2 separate regions of the Mus musculus genome follow, and region 2 is linked to region 1. The links are chromatin contacts, called in public Hi-C maps. All regions are on one chromosome and are shown on one strand. Each heading gives the region's core, a stretch centred on a gene start, on an enhancer-like site or on the middle of the called end of the contact. The rest is flanking DNA. Distances are from core to core; before and after follow the strand shown. Region 1 overlaps Palld (palladin, cytoskeletal associated protein). Region 2 overlaps Palld (palladin, cytoskeletal associated protein).

Region 1 (4,780 bases), core at 771-3,270:
TCAGAGGGGGAAAATGAGTAAATTTTGGGAATACTCAGGGCTCTGATTCAAAACTTTGTCTTTCCTGTAAAATTGGCAAAAATTCTCCACTCCAGTCCAAGACCCTCTTCCTTGTGCCTCATGAGCTCAGAGGAGCTGAAGCCAGAAATGTCCATTGTCATCCGTGACGGTGATGGACATCTGCTGCAGTCCCTGGCTGGATGTCAAGGGAGGATGGACACCACACTCCTTACATTCACAGTGTTCACACCTAGCAGGAGCAGAGGAGCTTACAGCTCTAAGAATGATGCTCAGTGGTTCTTTGTCTTGCAATGACCTCTGGGTTATGCAATCAAAAGTGAAAGAAAATGTGTAAGAAACATTATTTATTCTTAAATCACACATGGTTTCCACCCCTGTGGTCTAAAGGCTTTCTCCTAGCCATTATGAATACTCCATCTTTCTCAGTATGAACGGGGACAGATTCTCACTACCCAGACACTGTTCCCAGGGCACAGGCTGGAATTTTCCAATTTACATAAAAGTTCTCTCCCAGAAGTTTCTTTTTCTTATCACTTATCTTGAGCATGGGCATCACCTCTCCAGAGAACAGAATGGTGTGGAGTACGAGTTGCACATCTTTTTGCAAACATCTTTATTACGGAGTACTGGGAAAGAAAGACCTAGGGCAAGATTTTGTGAGCCAGCCTCTCACATCAAATCCACATTGACTATCAAAACTCAATGATTCTAATGGCATAAAGTGAGAAGAAAGGCATTGGGAGGGAAACGTGACCCCAGACATATATACTTTTAACTACATTGAAGGTCAAGGTTCTTCTGTGCCGGCACGCCAGGTGTCGTGAATGAATTAAAGCGCAGACACAGATTCTGAACCCACTCTAACCTGGCGCAGCTTGTCCAACTTCTCCCATTTGTAAATGGACCATGACAGTGTTTAACAGAAACTCTGGGTGGTTTTATTTCCTGAAGTGTTGAACCTCTGAGAACCTTAGGGTGTGTTTACAGTGGGGAAGTTCTTAGAGTTTTTGAATTGGGGGTGTGGTGAGGAGAGGAGAAAAAAGAAGCTGGGAGAATCTGTTGGCTCATTTGTGTATAACCAAAGATTTGAGCACTATGGCATTGGAGTCCTGCTGGTGACTAAGGCTTTTTAGAAGCTTATAGCCTGGTTTCCGTGCTTAAGCAGGATTTCCAAAAAGGTTTGTTGTCGCTTCTTCTGCAGAGGAAAGCCAACAGGATAAAGGAGTGGGGAAACCAGATGAGCCTTTTTTCTTCTTTCTTTCTGAATGACAAATAGCTTATGAGTAATTTGTAGAGGGCAGATTTAGCTTTCTGGTATCTCTGCTTCTCTTTGCCTACTTGTATCTGTGAAAATCAACTTCCATAAAGAGTGCCTTGGCAGCTCCCAGGCCGTTTTGAGTTAGCAATTGTTGTAATTCTTCCTCTTTAAAAATATCTTTTTTTTTTCCAAATTGCCTATTGTGACAGAAAATTAATGACAGGGGTGGGGGGCAGCTGGTCACTTTGTGTTCACAGTCAGAAAACAGAAAGAAATTACCCAGTCCTTTCTTGAGCAAGATCGGTTCTATGAAGAGAGTCAGAAGCAGTGGAGGTGGTTCTAGGAAGTCATTCCCTTGTCCTTGACAGAAGGCCTGTGGCCTCCAGGACAGCCCAGCGCCACCCAGCTTTTTTGCTGATGCAGGCCACACTTAAATTATCTTCAGACACATCTGTGACTCTCTTGCCGGGGCCGACAGAGTCGGGGAACAGTGCCTTTAATGAAAGTCACCAGGTGCAATGTCAGCCAGAGAGTGTGGGAGAGTATCCCACAGCTTGGAAGCCCGAGGAGCTATAGAAGGTGAGGATGTGGAACAGGCTTTGAGGAAATGGGCAAAAGAGTTCTGGGTAGTGGCTTTCTGAAGCTGGTGGGTGGCTTTTACAAGGTCTATTCCTAGTCCCGTCCTAAACACATGAAGTGGGAGCACATGTGCAAGACAGCCTACCAAACCACACAGACATCTGGAATTCCATGGGAGTGGCGAGGCTCATTGGGCTGCTTTTTAAAAGACTCAAATTAAGTTCAGTAGGATCCCACAAAGCCCTTTGTTACTAAAAATCTTTGATGCCTTGCACAGATTAGGAATCGAGAGCCCTCCTCTCTCTGTTGCTTTCAGTTATTGAGAAAATACTTTGCCTTTAGTGGATGAAAGTGTGGCTAATTATCAAAGGCTCGGGAGGACATCAGAATGTGTGATGTCTCTACAGCTAATGGCACCTGATGACAAACCTTCAGCTTCTTCGTCTGTTTTATTCTTGTTCTTGCTTTGAGTTTATCGAATCTTCGTCTTTGAAAATTAAATGCCTGAGGATGAAAACAAACAAACAAACAAAAGCCCTTTGGCATTTTCTTGCGTGTGTGTGTGTGTGTGTGTGTGTGTGTGTGTGCATGCGTGCGCACGCGCGCAAGATCCAATGTGTGTATGTATGTGGAATGTATGTGTGTATGTGTAGACTAGGGGTCGATGTCTGGTCTCTTCTTGCTCTCCACCTTAAATGTTGGGGCAAGGCATTTAGCTGAGCTCCGGGCTCATTTCCCCTGCCTAGTCTTCTTTCTTGCCTTGTGCACCCCCTGGCCCTGCCTTTTTCGTGCTGTGATTATAGGTGTGCCCAATTTCAGCATGGGTTCTGGGGGTCTGAATGCTAATGCTCATAGTTGTCACAGCACAGTATTTATCCGTGAGCCACCTACTCCTACCTCGCCCCATTTTTTTTCAATGTTTAAAACTGAGTGCAAAAGTGCCTTCTTGTGGAACTGTACCCCCTTGATCTGCTTGTTCAGAGCCAGCTTCTTCTGAAGTTCCTTTGGCCAGCCATTGGCTGCTTTGCTGACCTGACTAAACAAAACAAAGTAGATGCACAATTAATCTAAACAAGAAAACTTTTAAGTGAAAGAATGGAGTTCTAACCGCTTGGTGAGTTGTATTAAAAAAAATACAACTGGAGAGACAGCTTAGCACACAGAAGGTACACAGGTATAGGTGCAGGCAAAACCACCTATACATCCATGAAAATAAATCTCACCATAGCTAAAGGTAACTTTGAATATTTGATCTTTTCCTGGCATTACAGGTATGAGTATGTACCACGCCCAGTGTGTTTTGCTTTTTGAGACAGGTTCTTGCTCTGTAGCAGAGGATGCCCTCATATCTTCTTTGATCCTCCTGCCTCAGCTTTCCCTCCATCATAAAGACAACACTCCTTTGCATACAGTTTTAAGGGAGAAAACTCAGCTTGTCGTATTAGGAGTATTGACAGCAGTGAAGGAGGAAAAGCAGATTAACTGAGATCTATAAAAATAACTTAAAGTGCTTTTGTTTTTAATTTTAGCTTTCTTGTTCTGATGAAAATTTTCCTCCCCCAAAATTGTCTACAAATGGCTTGGGAACTCATCTCCAACTTTTTTCCTTAATGCTTTCTCTGGTTCTGTTACAACATAGTTTTTTGAAATCAGACAACAGCTTCATCATAATCGGCAAGCTGGTCTGGCTCATCTTACATGGAGTTCAATTTCTGTTCTGGGGTGGGGAGGGGGTTGTTGCAGGTGAGTGCAGTACCTTCAGAGGCCAGAAGAGGGCGGCTGATCCCCTGGAACTGGTTGCAGGCATTGGGAGCCACTGGTCTGGGAACCAACCCTGGTCCTCATCAAGAGCAGAATTTGCTCTCAGCTCAGAACGCTGAGCCATTCCTGCAGCCCCTTCCATGCAGTTGAAATGAGCTGTGGTCGTTCCATTCCTTGCTTTGTCCAGAGCGAATCAGCCAAGTCCTTTCACTAGGATGACTTGCCAGATCTCAGGTCCAACTGTGGTCAGGCTCCCATGAGAAACTCTGTGTATGCGTGCTTCTCTCCACCTGGGATGTGCCCCTTCTCTAAAGTTGTCACTTTTCTCTCTGTGTCCCCAGGGATCCTCTGAAGCTTCAGCAGCTGCAGAACCAAGTGCGCCTGGAACAGGAGGCCTGCGCCTGGCCCCCAGCGCCCCCAGGTGTCCCTTGCAACAGCAGCAGCAGCGGCAGCAGCGCGCCCCCGTCGCCGCCCTTCCCCCCACCGCCACCAGCCTTTCCGGAGCTCGCGGCCTGTGCGTCGCCGGTGCCCTCGGAGCCCATGAGCGCTCTGGCCTCCCGCGCTACCGCCATGCAGTCCTCCGGCTCCTTCAACTACGCGCGCCCTAAGCAGTTCATCGCGGCGCAGAACCTGGGTCCCGCATCGGGGCTGCCCACGCCAACCTCCAGCCCCAGCTCCTCCAGCTTGCCGTCACCATTGTCCCCCACGCCCAGGCCCTTCGGCCGCGCGCCCGGGCCGCCCTTCGTGGAACCCGAGGCCATGTGGGGCCCGTCCTCGCCCTCGCCGCCACCGCCGCCACCTCCGGTCTTCAGCCCCTCTGCAGCCTACCCGGTGCCCGACGTGTTCCCACTGCCACCGCCGCCGCCACCGCTACCTAGCTCCACCTCACACTGCGCCTCGCCCGCCCGCTTCGGCCCCAGCCAGACGCCCGCAGCCTTCCTCAGCGCCCTGCTGCCCTCTCAGCCACCGCCTGTCGCTGTCAACGCCCTGGGGCTGCCCAAGGGAGTCACCCCCGCGTGAGTGACACTTAGCATCTCCGGCATACAGGGGCTGGCTGCTCTTGCGCATAGCCCCTCTCCCGCCCCCATTACAGCACACCCGCTAACCTGCACACCCTGAAGTTCCTAGTGAAATCTGACATCCCACCTTTTACACCACACC
Region 2 (4,780 bases), core at 793-3,292, 110 kb before region 1:
AGACAGGAGAGGAAGAAATGTTCTAGTCAAACAACAAGGATTGAAATGTTCTGGTGTCTGTCTCTAACATGATAACGGGATGTTTCTTGGAAGCCGAGATAATTTCCTTAAACATCAAAGAGCTGAAGAGCTCTTGCAGTCTGTCATGTCGGCCCGCTGCCCCTAAACTTCATCTTTCTTCTACATAATTAGCATGACCACTGAGTGAGTGAGTTCAAAAGACAGGGTCAAGACAGCTATGCCGTTTTCTTTCTTACACACTGCCCCTGGCCCAGCTACCACCCTCCGTCCTCTGACCAGTCTCCTCCTCAGGGCTCAGGCACTTTTTATGAGCTCCACTTCATGTGTGCCTCCCAGTATTTCCACCCAGGATGCTGCAGGGAAGAAAGGATGGTGAGCTGCCCCATGGCCACAGGGGACTGAGTCCATGCAACCCTTGGGTGCTTTACTCAGAGTGCCATGGTTGTCTCATGCAACCTCCTTGTGTTTCCCCTGACTGCTGGCTTGGGGCATTGAGCATGGTTTGACTGCTTTGTAAATGGTCATAGAGTAGTGTTATTTTGGGGATAATGATGAGCAAAGCCTGTAATTGTTTGGTTCAATATGGTTGCCTTTTTTCCCCCATATGGTTTCTATGTATGATCAGCTGAATGGGATAATAACCCTGCGGGTACATAGGTCTGACACCATCTAGAAAAAAATCACTTTCCTGGGAGGATAACGGGGGCGGGGGGGACAGACAGAGGGACTGAGAGACAGAGAGGGAGAAGGCCTCCCTCTCACCATACTCCAATGAACCACCTTACCATAACACACTGACAACACACGGAATTGTGTGATTCCTCTGCTTTCTGCCACTCTGTTGTCTTCTTCTTCTAAGCATCGTGTTTCTATTGGGCTCTACTTGAACCATGGTGCTACAGATAAAGTCTGGTTCTTCTGTAGCCCAGGCTAGTCCCAAACTCACAGTCTTCTTCCTCAGCCTCCTGAGTGTGGTGATCACAGATGTTTGACCCTACGGTCTTCCCCTGAGCATACTTAAAACTCCTTTTCTATAGTTGCAAAGCTCTTCCTTTCCATCCTCTAGAACTCACTGGTCTCCTGTAGCCTGTATAGTCAGCAGTCCTGTTGGGGGAGAACTTTCTCCAGGCCATTCTCAGGGATCAGGAGGCTAGCAGCAGCTACTCTCAACTTTGGGTTTGGCCCCTAACTGCTATTTCAGATGTGTCATGTAGAAATACAGGAAACAACTGGCTCCATTTCGACTCAGACTCTCTCTTCCTGTCATCTGCTGTCTCCCATATTTATAATCCACGTATAAGCACTCTGTGAAGAGCAGAGATGCTTCTATGAGTAGCTGGCATTCTGCTGGTTAGCCCAATGTATATCACAGAGAAGTAATGGATTAAGACCAGGGCATTCTCCCCTGTGTGGAACGAACCCTGCTACAGGGTGTCTACTCTGAGCACACATTTAATTTCACTCCTTTGCTTTGGTTATTCCATTTGTTTTATGAGCACATGATTCAAATGATAGCTCAATTGTGAGATGTGTATGTTTGTAGGTAAGTATCACATGGGGTGTGTATGAATTATCAGCCTAGGCTTCCTCTGGTAGCTGAAAGTTGTCAGGGTGCTTTGAGAGTTTCTTGGTCTTACTTGAGTGATTATAAAGTGACTGTAACTGCTCAAACATCACGTTTCCCAAGCACTGTTCAAATCCAGGAGGATGAGGACAGACACAAGGGATCTTGTAAGGCTCTGTTCATTTTAAGCATATAACCCCGTCCTCACCTGTCATTAACTGTATCATTGTGTCCCAGGACAAGTTTTAGTTCTGAGAAAGGTTGGGGAAGTTGGTCTCTGGCAAAGCAGAATGAAATCACCACGACTAGCAGAGACCAGTCATAACTCATTCCTGGCCTTGCAAAGGATCTTTGTCTTATTTTATCTGCTAAAAATCAGGATTAAACTTGGGTGGAGCCGGGTCGCTGTGAGAGAGCTGACAAACAGTGGAGCGGCATCTGCTACAACATGTTTAAAAACATCCAGAGAGACTGGCCCTCAAGTGAGCACTTCCAAATTACATGTGACCTCAGTGTCAAAAATGTGCTGACAAGTGAGATCGAGAGACGGGGAGAGAGAACCAGAGGACTGGGGGAAAGGGCAGTGGAGGAGGGGTGCTTATAACACGACCCATCCACTAGTCAAAGACAGGAAATAAGACTCATAACCCACTCGTGGACAATGCATCAGAGAGAATCTGTTCCGAGTTTGTTCTAAATGCTGACACTTTACCAGGCAGCCTCCAGGAGTTGTGATGGCTGGCTTTAACTGTCAGTTTTAGATGACCTAAAATCACCTGGGGAAAAAAGCCACAATGAAGGATTGTCTACATCGGATCTGCCTATGGGCATGTCTGGGAGAGATTTGTAGTAATTAAGTTAATTGATGTGCAAAGGGCCAGCCCACTGTGGGTGGTGCCATTCTCTTGGTGCGGATGGGGTGGGGATTAAGGGGTCCTGTGAGAGACTGGAGAAGTCCAGCTGAGCACAAGCAAGTGAACACATTATGCATTCATTTCTCTCTGCTCTTGCCTGTGGGCGAGATGTGATAAGCTTTTAGGTGTTCTTATATGAGTTCCCCACAATGATGGGCTATAACCTGGAATAATAGATCCTTTCTTCCCTGAGTTGCTTTTTGCAAGGGCATGTTGTCACAGTCCCAGAAGCAACTCTAGGACAGTACCATGGATAACACAAATGACATATGCAAGCTGATGGGTGCCTTCGCTAGGTAACACTGTGCCTAAGAACTGGAATGTCAGTTTTTGTTCAGTCTCTTTAACAAATGAAGACTCCATCTGACCCACAAAATCAACAGGGCTTCAGCAGTGAGGATGCACCTCACAAAACAGGAAGCTACGGAGGCCAGAAAACCAAACGCTGGGCTCTCTGACACAACTCAGACTCTTCCTCGGACACATATTTGGAACATACTTTCTTCTCTTTTAAGTAAAGTTATATACAAGTTGCAATATTTTTTGAGTGCCAGATGGAGAAGACATCTGGAGAGTGAAGAGGCAAGGAAAACATGCTCTGCAGATGAAGCACATCGGAAGGAAATGTGGCCACATTAGTAATAAAGAACGAAAAATGTTTCTACAGTATACAGTGTATCAGCCTCTTAATGAGAGATACAAACAGCAGGTGCCAATGGCTTTACACAAGACAATATTCTTATCAAGTTGTATTGAGATGGAAAGGGAGGGAGGGGCAGGAGGAAGGGAGGGAGGGAAGAAAGGAGGGAGGGAGAAAATGTACTGTTTTTTCTTCTTCTATGGTCTCCTTTGTTGTGTTCCTCATAGAGATTTGAGCTGTTTCCACCTTGTCAATCCTTGACTGTATCCTTACCTTTAAGAGGTTCTTTATAGTATGTGGTAATCCTGTGTTCATCACATTAAGATGGAGTAAAAGAAAGTCGGCATGACTTAGGAGGCTGGGGGGCTGGACCAGTAGCACAGATAATGTAGACATGGTGATGTACAGTCCTAAACCTAGTTCTCACGAGGTGAGAGCAGGAGGGTCATATGTTCCAAGCAATTGCAGAGAAGTTAAGGCCAGCCTGAGTTACTTAAGACTTTGTCTCAAAGAAGAGGAAAAAAGAAAAAGAAAAAGGAAAAGGAAAAGGAAAAAGGAAAAAGGAAAAAGGAAAAAGGAAAAAGGAAAAAGGAAAAAGGAAAAAGGAAAAAGGAAAAAGGAAAAAGGAAAAAGGAAAAAGAGGAGAGGAGAGGAGAGGAGAGGAGAGGAGAGGAGAGGAGAGGAGAGGAGAGGAGAGGAGAGGAGAGGAGAGGAGAGGAGAGAAGAGAAGAGAAGAGAAGAGAAGAGAAGAGAAGAGAAGAGAAGAGAAGAGAAGAGAAGAGAAGAGAAGAGAAGAGAAGAGAAAAAAGAAAAGAAAAAGAGAGCCATATAGCATAGTAGGTAAAGGCCCTTGCCACTAAGCCTGGCAAGTTCTGATGGAAGAATCATACTAATTGTCCTCTGACACACTCTCTCTCTCTCGCACACACACACACACACACACATACACATACACACACACACACACACAGAGAGAGAGAGAGAGAGAGAGAGAGAGAGAGAGTAAAAAAACAATGCTTTAAGGAAAATAAATGAATTTAGGAACTACTCAAGTCCTACTGCCAAGCCTGCCAAGTAGCATGGCGCACTGGTCATTTACTAGTCTCACTTCCAAGGCCAAGGACAGGATGAGTCTCTGCCAGCTGCAGCTTCAAGCAGAGCTCGGTGAGCAGAGAGCAGAGCAGCTGTGGTCCTCATCTGTTTCCCAACTCTGGTTCCTGAGCTGCGGAGGCTGAGTGGTCCTTGAATTCCAAGCAGGGAAGGAATCTGACCACGCTTTCATTTTAAAACCACAATACCTTTGTGACTCCCCCTCAAGTTTCAAGGCCATTTCACTTTGCATTTTGCATTGATTTGTGGTCAGAAACTGTTTTGAAGAAAGAACTTAAAACTTGTTATTAGTTGGGGTTTGGAATGGATTAAGCTTCAAGTCATTTTCTGGAACCAAGATGTCATTCAAACACAGGAAAACACACATACACAAACACTTAAGCTGGGCATGGCGACTTATACTTGAGATACTAGCACTGGGGAAACCAAGGCAGGATTACGACAAATTCCAGGTGAGCTTGGACTAAGCCATGAGTTCCAGGTCAGGCTGAACAACAGTCTATCATCCTTTCTCAAAAACAATATGAACAA

The links. A called contact is a pair of places that touch in the nucleus more often than the background predicts.
Region 2: a contact with region 1 is called in a Hi-C map of uterus. The contact joins two enhancer-like sites. A contact is called at or near these places in 15 of 484 Hi-C or Micro-C datasets (the G1E-ER4 cell line, differentiating embryonic stem cells, embryonic fibroblasts and 6 more) and 7 of 115 datasets of contacts at active chromatin or transcription factors (bone marrow-derived dendritic cells, embryonic fibroblasts, embryonic stem cells and 2 more).

The regions. Positions count from the first base shown.
Region 1 is chr8:61,549,426-61,554,205 of GRCm38.p6, reverse strand. Palld (palladin, cytoskeletal associated protein) reads left to right here. Exons shown (of 22, transcript NM_001293772.2): 11 at 3,961-4,635. Among named protein-coding and RNA genes, the nearest start is that of Cbr4, 64 kb to the right of the region's middle. Within about 2 kb of position 2,020, at least 10 of the 459 cell types and tissues checked have an H3K27ac peak or open chromatin away from gene starts, as enhancers often do. A contact at or near this core is called in uterus, where this site is marked.
Region 2 is chr8:61,662,568-61,667,347 of GRCm38.p6, reverse strand. All of the region lies in intron 10 of Palld (palladin, cytoskeletal associated protein), which reads left to right. All of the region lies in intron 2 of Gm51575 (a long non-coding RNA gene), which reads right to left. Among named protein-coding and RNA genes, the nearest start is that of Gm51575, 20 kb to the right of the region's middle. Within about 2 kb of position 2,042, at least 23 of the 459 cell types and tissues checked have an H3K27ac peak or open chromatin away from gene starts, as enhancers often do. A contact at or near this core is called in uterus, where this site is marked.